Linked DNA regions of Rattus norvegicus: region 1 is linked to region 2. The links are chromatin contacts, called in public Hi-C maps. All regions are on one chromosome and are shown on one strand. The core of a region is the stretch at or near the end of the contact, and the rest is flanking DNA. Distances in the headings are between cores, read along the strand shown.

The links. Hi-C and Micro-C count contacts between places; a contact is called where the count stands out from the background.
Region 1: a Hi-C map of kidney shows a contact between it and region 2, with 2.7 times the contacts expected there. The contact joins the promoter of F3 here to the enhancer-like site in region 2. A contact is called at or near these places in 5 of 12 Hi-C or Micro-C datasets (the A7r5 cell line, the Rat2 cell line, kidney and 1 more).

The regions. Positions count from the first base shown.
Region 1 is chr2:212,509,908-212,514,185 of GRCr8, reverse strand. It overlaps F3 (coagulation factor III, tissue factor), which reads right to left and starts at 2,414. Exons shown (of 6, transcript NM_013057.2): 1 at 2,231-2,414; 2 at 1,041-1,149. The coding sequence starts at 2,318. LOC102555482 (a long non-coding RNA gene) reads left to right here and starts at 3,297. Exons shown (of 7, transcript XR_005501253.2): 1 at 3,297-3,433; 2 at 3,900-4,016.
Region 2 is chr2:212,464,079-212,468,555 of GRCr8, reverse strand. No RefSeq gene overlaps it. Among named protein-coding and RNA genes, the nearest start is that of F3, 45 kb to the left of the region's middle. Within about 2 kb of position 1,450, at least 9 of the 93 cell types and tissues checked have an H3K27ac peak or open chromatin away from gene starts, as enhancers often do. A contact at or near this core is called in kidney and liver, where this site is marked.

The DNA of each region.
Region 1 (4,278 bases), core at 1,165-3,664, 45 kb before region 2:
GACTCAACCCAAGCTAAAACGGAAAAACAAAGTGTTAAACCATGCTTGCCTTTTGCCAACAATACTCTCCTGTCCTTCCCAGCTTCACTACTAAAATAATTTCCACACCAGGCAGCTTTCTCACATTCCTCATCCATCTCCTAGAATCTATCAGAAACCAAAAGCTTGCCAATCATATGTGAAAATCATCAAGGAAGACATCCAGGCACACCCTGGCCACTTAGATCAAAAGAGTTGAATTACTTGTTCCCGAGAGCTGTCAATCAGTGAACATGTCTGAAGGAGTCAAACTGCCCCAGACAGCTAAGGATGCAGACAAATCCTTCAGTGTTTTCTAAGCAGCTCAGTGACTCAGGAATTTGGCTTCCACCGAGATCGTGTGCACAACTAAATTTTAATTCACAGAGGCCATAGATTAATGAATCAGGTACTGCTTCAGGGCAGTGTAGACACTGGAATTCCTCCCACCTCCCTCTGACATGCCAGCAGTTGCTCAGTCTAGACAGCTAGTAACCAGAAAAGGGCATCGGTGCTCGGAAGAGACAGGCTGCTGTTGATCCCAAAGCACGCAATACACTTACTTATATGCAATTAATAACTTTCCTATAATTACCCTCAAGTAACTAGACATTACCTTATGTATGTATGTATGTATGTATGTATATATATATATATATATATATATATATATATATATATATATGTAGATACAGGGTCCTCTGTATTGCAGGATGGCCTGGAACTCCCTATCTACAGCTAAGAGTGACTGAATTTCAAATTCTACTTCCTCCGGAGAGACACAGTGGCCACTGAAACAATTCTTTGCTAGGTTGAGGACCAAGGATTTGGGTGTGCTTGGTAAGCACTCAAGGGACAGAGGGCACCTCACAACCCCACACACCCGTTCCTGTCGCATCAGTTTAAAGTATGGAAATGTTTCATCCGATGGAACATGGCAGTAGCCAGCAAATTACCATGAACACCCATTTGGTAAACAGCCTCATCCAACCACCTCTATTGGTGCACAAGACCTGGCTTACCTTATCTGAACAGTGTAGGTATAGTTGGTGGGTTTCGGTTGCCACTCCAAGATTGTCTTGAAATCAGTTGATATCCAAGTTAAATTAAACGCTTTCCCTGGAGGAGTGCCTGCAAATAAACACAAAAGATCTCTAACTGCATGCACTTCAGTGTTCTCCACCTCGGGCTAATGTCTAAAACACTTTCCCAGCCTCCGCCATCAAAGGGCACACATTTTTTTTGTTTGTTTGTTTCCGCTTTGTTTTCAGTCACAAAAGCTTTGCTCACTTGTAAAGAACAGAGGGTGACCCATATAGCCCTCCAGGCAACATCCACAGGCAATCCGTGGAAACAGCTGAAGATCCAGAGGTCCTTCTTTAAATGTTCATGGGAAAGCCCACTTTAAAACCGCACGGAAGGAGAATCCAAGGTGCCAGAGAGTCCCAGAATCTTCTGAAGCAGTCCGGCAGGAAGGGTTTGAGTAAGTTCGTTTGAAACAGGGCTCATCCGCCACACATGCACACGCACACGTGCACACAAACACACAGTCAGGAATGTGCATAAACGAAAAAGTCTAACCTGACCTTTCCCATTGTAATCTAAAATATCTTTACACCGAAATTCTCAGGGAGAGCAAGGCAGATGTGCGGCCCACGTGGCACCTGTCGCATGGTGGGATGCTATGCCATTAAAATACTGTCCAACGTCTCTTTTTGCAAGTCCCTGGGTTTCAGCCTCTGCCTCACCCCAACACTGGGTAGATGTGGGTATGCACTCTGTCTTGCCTGAGTTTACAACAGCGTTGCTTCTTAAACCAAAGGCCACAAGAGCGCACACCTTAACATCAAACCACGCGAAGCACGCCGACTTTGGCAAAGGCGGGCCCTGGAGCCCGCCACCTTCAAGGGCCCAATTTCCTAGGAAGCTCTTCCTTCAGAGTTAAAGCTGGAACCCCAGTTAATCCTATGTAACCACGGTGGATGCACAAAGCAGGCATCTTCAGCGGCGACAACAGCCGGGAGTCCGGGTACCAACTACCTTCCCTCCCTGAGTTCATTGAAACGCTCAAGGCTAGCGCAGCCGAATCCACAGGTACGGCGGGACACCTTGGCGTCCTCAAGGAACCAGAGCAGCCTCCCAGCCAGCCAGACCCATTCTTTGTCTCCCGCGGGCGGTGCACCCCGGGCTTCTCAGGATCAATGCCACTCACCTGCACCAGCGGCCACCTGAAGGAGAAGGAAGCCGAGAAAGGTGGGCGCGAGGGCCGCTAGGAGGCGCGGGCGCATGGGGATAGCCATGTCCAAGGGCTGCTGGCGAGGTCGCGGGGCTTCAGCAGAGGCGCGGAGGCTACGCTACACGAGCGATCAGACGGAGCGAGTGATGGGTACCGGTTGTACCCAGGCTGCCGGGGTCCGCGCGGGGCGCGTTATAAAGGGCCGCGCGGACACCGGCTCCTCTCCACCCCGCGCCGCCTCCGCCGAGGCTCGCGACTCCCCGCCCCCCGGGGCCCCGGTCACTCGCTTTCGCGGTGGGCGGCTCCCGGTCAGTCCACACCCCTGCTCCGCCCACTCCCCTCCCGTAGGAAACTCCGAGACCCCGAAAGGGGTGACTCAACCGTGATTCAACACCACCGCCGAGCACCCCTTCGGCGCAGGCGGATCCAGGTACTGCGGAGACCCAGGCTCCCGGGCTGTTCCCTGGGTGACCACCCTAGGTGGTTTGCTGGGGAGAAAGGAGTTGCGCTGTTGGAGGGACCTAAGTTGAAAGTCAAGGGAGCCTTACTTTCACTCTGCTTTCGATATACGCTGAGCCCTCAGCAGAGGATGTATCAAAACTCCTGGACTATCCCTGGTAGCCAAGGGCAGTTCCAAAGCCCAGCCTGAGCACCCGGTGGTTAGCAGAACATTCAGTCCCTTGGTACGCTGTACAGGGCGGTGCAATAAATGCACGTGTCTGCCATGGACAAGGCCCCTGGATTAGGTCTAAAGGCCACTGGGCTCCCCGACTCCCATTCCTGAAGTGATTGAGGAACTGCAGCTTGAAGCCTGGGAGAATTTGACCAAGACTTCAGTAGCCACGGGTTCCAGGAAGGCTGGTTCTTACGTTGAAGAGGACAGCAGTGGGTTGTAATGAATTCCTCCAAAGCACAGAGAAAGAAAAAAATGAAACTGAAAAAAAAAAACATTCGGACTTCCCAATTTGTTTATTTTTTTCCTTCCTAGACCCTGGGAATGAAACCTACCCATTTCAAGGACACCTCTGTCACTGAGCCTAGTGGCAGCCAGGTGTCACCTGCAAGCTTTGGATTTTCTTCATCTATTTCCTGGCTTCCCCTTCTAGGCTTTATTGGGAAGTTGGACCTGAGAATATCACTTATCCTACCGCTAGCACTTACTCAACATGGCGTCAGAAGGTTTCTTACCATTCCTGGTTGACTGTCCTGCTTATTCCTTCTTTTATGCCGGTGGTCCTCAACCTCGCTAATACTGGGACCCGCATACAGTGCCTCATGCTGTAGCGACCCCCAACCATAAACAATATTTCCATTGCTACTTCCTAATTGTAATTTTGCTACTGTTATGAATTGTAATGTAAATATCTGTCTTCCCATGCTTTATATACTTTCTTTCGTTCTTTCTTTCTTTTTTACTTTCCTTGAGTAAAGTCGATTAGGTCCACTTTGTAGGCTCTGAGAAGTGTAAAAAGTTACTAAGCTGTTGTCACACTCACAATGGCTTTTGGTTAGGCTTCCTGATGATGCCTGAGAATGGACAGGGCAGAACCTCTTAGCCTTTTACAATACCAGTCTTGAGGTCAGCTGGTCCCTGTGCTCACTGGCCTAATTATACAATGTAGCTCTATCTGTTCCTCTACTCCAGGGACTTTTCCCTCCTGACCTCACCTTCTCCTCCTCCCAATGGAGCAAAGGAAGATGGCATCAAGAAAACTGTTCAAGGAATGAGTTTTCCATCCACAGACAGAGGACACTGCAGCAGGTGTGGGAAACACTTGCAGTTTGGGGAAATTACTGTTCATAGGCAAGTGTCCTGTCGGCTATTCCTTAAAGCAGACATACACGAGGACACGTAAAGGGCTCGATTTTCCTTTTGCATAACTGGTGGTGTCATGTAGCTGATGAAGAGTCTGAAAATGACCAGGAAGTGATTTCGAGCCCTTCCTGTTCACATTTATAGAGCATGCTAACAGCGTTACCAATTCGATTTCATCAAGTAATTTACATAATTTCAATTGTGCCCT
Region 2 (4,477 bases), core at 201-2,700:
GAGAGACAAAGCACATAGTTCCTTTGGTTGAACTTCAAGGTCAAGTATCGGGGAGCTGGTAAGACTAGGACAGTTGTGTGTGTGTGTGTGTGTGTGTGTGTGTGTGTGATTTGTTATTGATATTGGATGGTCTCTATAGTGCAAGCCCAAAGACATCAAGGGATCACCTGAGGGGGGCCCCAGAAAAGGTGTGAGAAAGTAAACGGTTCCTACAGATTCAGGAGCCACCTAAACAAAAGGTGAATGGAGAAAGGACAGCATGTGAGAAGTGTGCAAACAAAGATGGCTTGCTATGACGACTTATATTACCCACCTTTCCATCTTTCTGACCATGAAGATGGAAAGCACTCCCCCCGTCTGTCAGGCAGTGAGCTTTTTCTCCTTCCCCTAACCCCTAAGGTCTCACGTAGCCTACGGCTGACCTGGGATTCATTACGTGTAGCCCAGGATAACCTTGAAATTCAGATCCACCAGCCTCCACCTCGACAGTGCTAAGATTACAGGGCTGCACCACCATGCCCAGCGCTTAAGGCTCTGTGGATGGATCCCAGGTCTCCATACACGCTAGGCTAGCGCTCTACCATCTGAGCTATGTCCTGCAACTTCGTGGCAGTTCTGGTGAATGGACGGTGTGTAGAGGGGATGGGTGGGCCTGGCCCATAAGCAGGCTTTCAGGTGTCCTCTTTACCTAGTGCACGATTTTAGCTTGTTGAACCAGAGAAATCAGGTCACAAGAGAGCTCCTGTGTCCCCTGAAGTGATTCTCAGTGAGGGGGCAGCTAGTAAGGAACTGAGGCCAGGGAAGTGACCCTTCGCCAGCCCACCAGAGTTATGTGCCATGAGATAGCAACCATCGATCTGAAGGTCCTCCTGGCTCCGTCTCTCCCTTCTTCCAGCCTTCTGTCTCTAATGCCCAGACACCTCTGTCCCTGTCCTCTTTCTTGCTGTCCCTTCTTTGCTTTCCCTTCTCCTCTCTGGGGTTTCCCGCCCTCATATCCCTTTAGCCATGTTGTTGATTGCAGGCCCAGGGCAGAGGGCTCCAAGAGCAGTTACCAACCAGGTCACTGGTTTGAACCTGCCCAGTCAGTATAACCTTCAACAACTTTGTTCTTGGTGAGAGTTAAACATTCACTCAGAATTAGCTGCCAGTGTTTCCGTGACTATCAGCTCCTGCTCCTGCTCCTTTTAAGCTGGTTGCTGACTACAGAGGAGGAAAAAGGATCCAGATGAGGACCCTGTCTTCAGGCCCATTAGCCCAGGACCTCTCAGCAGGTCTGAAAACCAGTGGTAAAACCTGCAGCCCCGAGCTGCCTTTCCTTGCAGGCTCCGGCTTTTCCATTTAATGTTGGCCACACTCCACTGCGTGTGTCAGGCAACACGAGGGACACTGGAAGCTCAGTGTAGATGGTGCAAGGTGGGATTGCCACATCAGAGCTGAGGAACAAAAGAAAATGGCTCATGTGTGCTGGCCGAGGCATCCCAGGCAGCTGGCGAGCCAGCCAGCATGACACCTGTTTATACTGTGGCAAAGCTAATGGGTTCATGGGATTCCTTCTGTGACAGCTTTTATAAACAGACGGGCCTGCATCTTTTTCTGGGAAATGATGGGCGAATCCTCAGGCTTCCGTGGACAGCCCTGGAGTTACAGACTCCATGGAAGCAAAACACTGGAAAGATATTTTCCTGAGCTCTGGTGTGTATAGTGTGGTTTAGGCACAGAAATGGCAGCAGAGAGGAGAGTGAATAAATGATCTTTCAGGAAGGTAATCCTCAGAATAGAAAGGGATTTGAGGGAGGAAGAACGAGATCATCAGGAAGGGGTGTAGGAGGGGCATTTACTGGGTACCTTCTAGTCACTATTGCTGACTCTCAGATTCCATTGGAAACCTCGGGAAGATGGTTTTGTAACACTGGTACTCGGCCTGTGCAGAGCTGCATGTTCAGGGCAGTGAGAATTAAGGTATTTGCAGCCAAAGTTCAAGGTTCAGGCTAGTAGATCTTGTAGGTCAAAGGTCCAGGCCCACCTGCAGGTTGCTATCTTTTACCAATCAGGATATTTACAAAATATTTAAATAGATACTAAAAAGTTAACTTGATTGGTCCCATATAATACACACACATGTGATATGTGTATATGTGTGCATATATGACATATATAACATATGTGACATATATTTGTATGTATGTGACATATATATTTGTATGCATGTAAATACATACATACATACATACATACATACATACATACATACACACACACACAACCATGGCTCCATGCTGCCCCAGCCTTGAAGCACTTGACCCCTGAGATATCAAGGCTGGGGACTCTGTCCATCTGTCACTTTGTGATGAGACAAAAGGTGTCATGAAAACAAAGATGAGAACTCACCAGATTGTATGCCACAAAGACAGGCCAACACCGTCAGCATCTTAATCTTCAATTTCCATACCCCAGAATCATGAGAAAATAAAGTTCTGTTGTTTGAGTCTCTAAGGAGGAGAGGAGAACAATTTTACCTCTTTTCCCAAGTGGAGGAAGTAGGGTTCACAAAATCATGCACCACATACTAGTTCACACAGCCAAGAAAATCTGCAGTGAGAAACAGAATCTACATCCGTGTGAGGGTCTGAGCCAGAGTCCTGCTGCCATATCAGATGCAAAGCAAAACCTACATTGGCCCGCTCTGCTGCCGAGTTTTTCTTGACCAGCAGTGGCACAGACGGCGGTTCTGACTTTGGATTGTAGCATCAGTGCAATCTTTGTGTGTGGGAAAGTAGCATTGTGTGCTTAACAATAATTGTTATATATTTTATATTATAATTTTTAATAATTTATATTTGTTTTATAGTTTGTAATTTATATAATATATATAACTTAAAACTGTTTTATAGTATTCAAACTTCTTGGATCTTTACCATTTAATGTTGACCACACTGTTTAGGTACCATTATTAAGAGAGCTTTGGAAACAATGACTTAGTGCGATTGGTTGAAGGTTGGGCACATGACTAAGCTGGCCAATCAGAGCAAAGGGGCTCTAGAATGTTTGCTGCCCGGAAAGGAAGCTGGCTGATGCTCTCTTGTCGGGATTGCAGATCTGGTCAGAAGTGTTGGTGGCTACCTTTGCCTAACCGGGGAAAGCTGGTCTTAGTGTGGAGCCCATGCAGAGGAAAGTGCTCCTAGAGAAGAGGAAGGAAGCCAGGACTCTGACACATAATCTGGGCACACAAGTCCAGCAGTGTCAACGGCAGGCTCTCCTGAACATCTCATAAATCTGATCAAGCTTAAGATAGTTTCTGTCTCTTTATTTGGTTAAAAGTCCCCACTGTCAAAGGAAGTAGTCCTGAAGCCCATGATTCATCGCGGTGAACCTTACTGACCATTTCTGAATTGTGGCTTCTGGGAACACAAGAATCCAATCTCAAGAGCTTAAAAAAAAAAAAAACCAACAGCAAAGTCTTTATGTAGCGGTGAATAGTGATAAAGACAATAACTGTAGCGTCGGATTGAAGGCCTCACTACGAACTAAACTGTTGTTTTCCTTTCCCAGTCTCTCGGTGCAAAGGGTAGAGGAACCTTTAGAACCCGGAAGAAGAGAAAGGTGCCATTCGGAGACACTGTTGGAGAGGAGACAGGACCTTTGCAAGAAATGCATGTTGGGCAACATTAAATATGATGCTAGGCATTAGGTGAGAGGTCAGAAACGAAAACGGAGCCCTGGGGGATACACATGCAAGTGAAAGGAGACTGGGGCAGGGAGAGCCGGCCGGGGCTGGAACTGCACGTGCAGCTCACCCAGGGGATGGAGAGCAAGGTTTGGCAGACTGCTACGGCGTTTAACCTACTTAGCCCAGTGTTGTCCAAGGAAAAATACCCCACATAAAAATCATCTTCATATATGTTCATATTATTTATAAAAAAAAAAAAAAAAGCTGCCTTTGGCCAGTCTGATCATAGTACATTTTACTTTGTAAACAATTTCCAGCTGTCTGAGACGGGAGAATTTTTCACATGTAATCCAACAGGCTAAGTTTGGAATCAAAACAGCACAACATGTCATCCCAGAGGTTATGACTCAAATATCACATCAGAGCAGAGCCTTGTCAGCCTTGTGTGTATATCTAGGGTCTCGAGAGATTGTTTTGAGAAGGCTGCAGGCTGGGAAGGTCACCACAGGAACAGATCTTATGCCGATATGGAACGACTGGTGGAAACGTCTAAATAAGGATTTTCTTTTTCTTCCTGGCATGGGCATCATGGGCTAACCTCTAATTATACAGGAGAGCAGAGACAGAGAGATACATTGCATTTCTAAGTTAAATGCAAATGTTCTGGATTATCGCAACGGACCGACCACCATCGCTACTTCTCTTGAGAAGAGCCATGGCGGTGCTACCAGTGTTTGTCAGCAAAGTCCCCCCATACCTCTGGCCATATTCCAAACTACCTCTAACAGATATACCACCAGAGGACAGCCC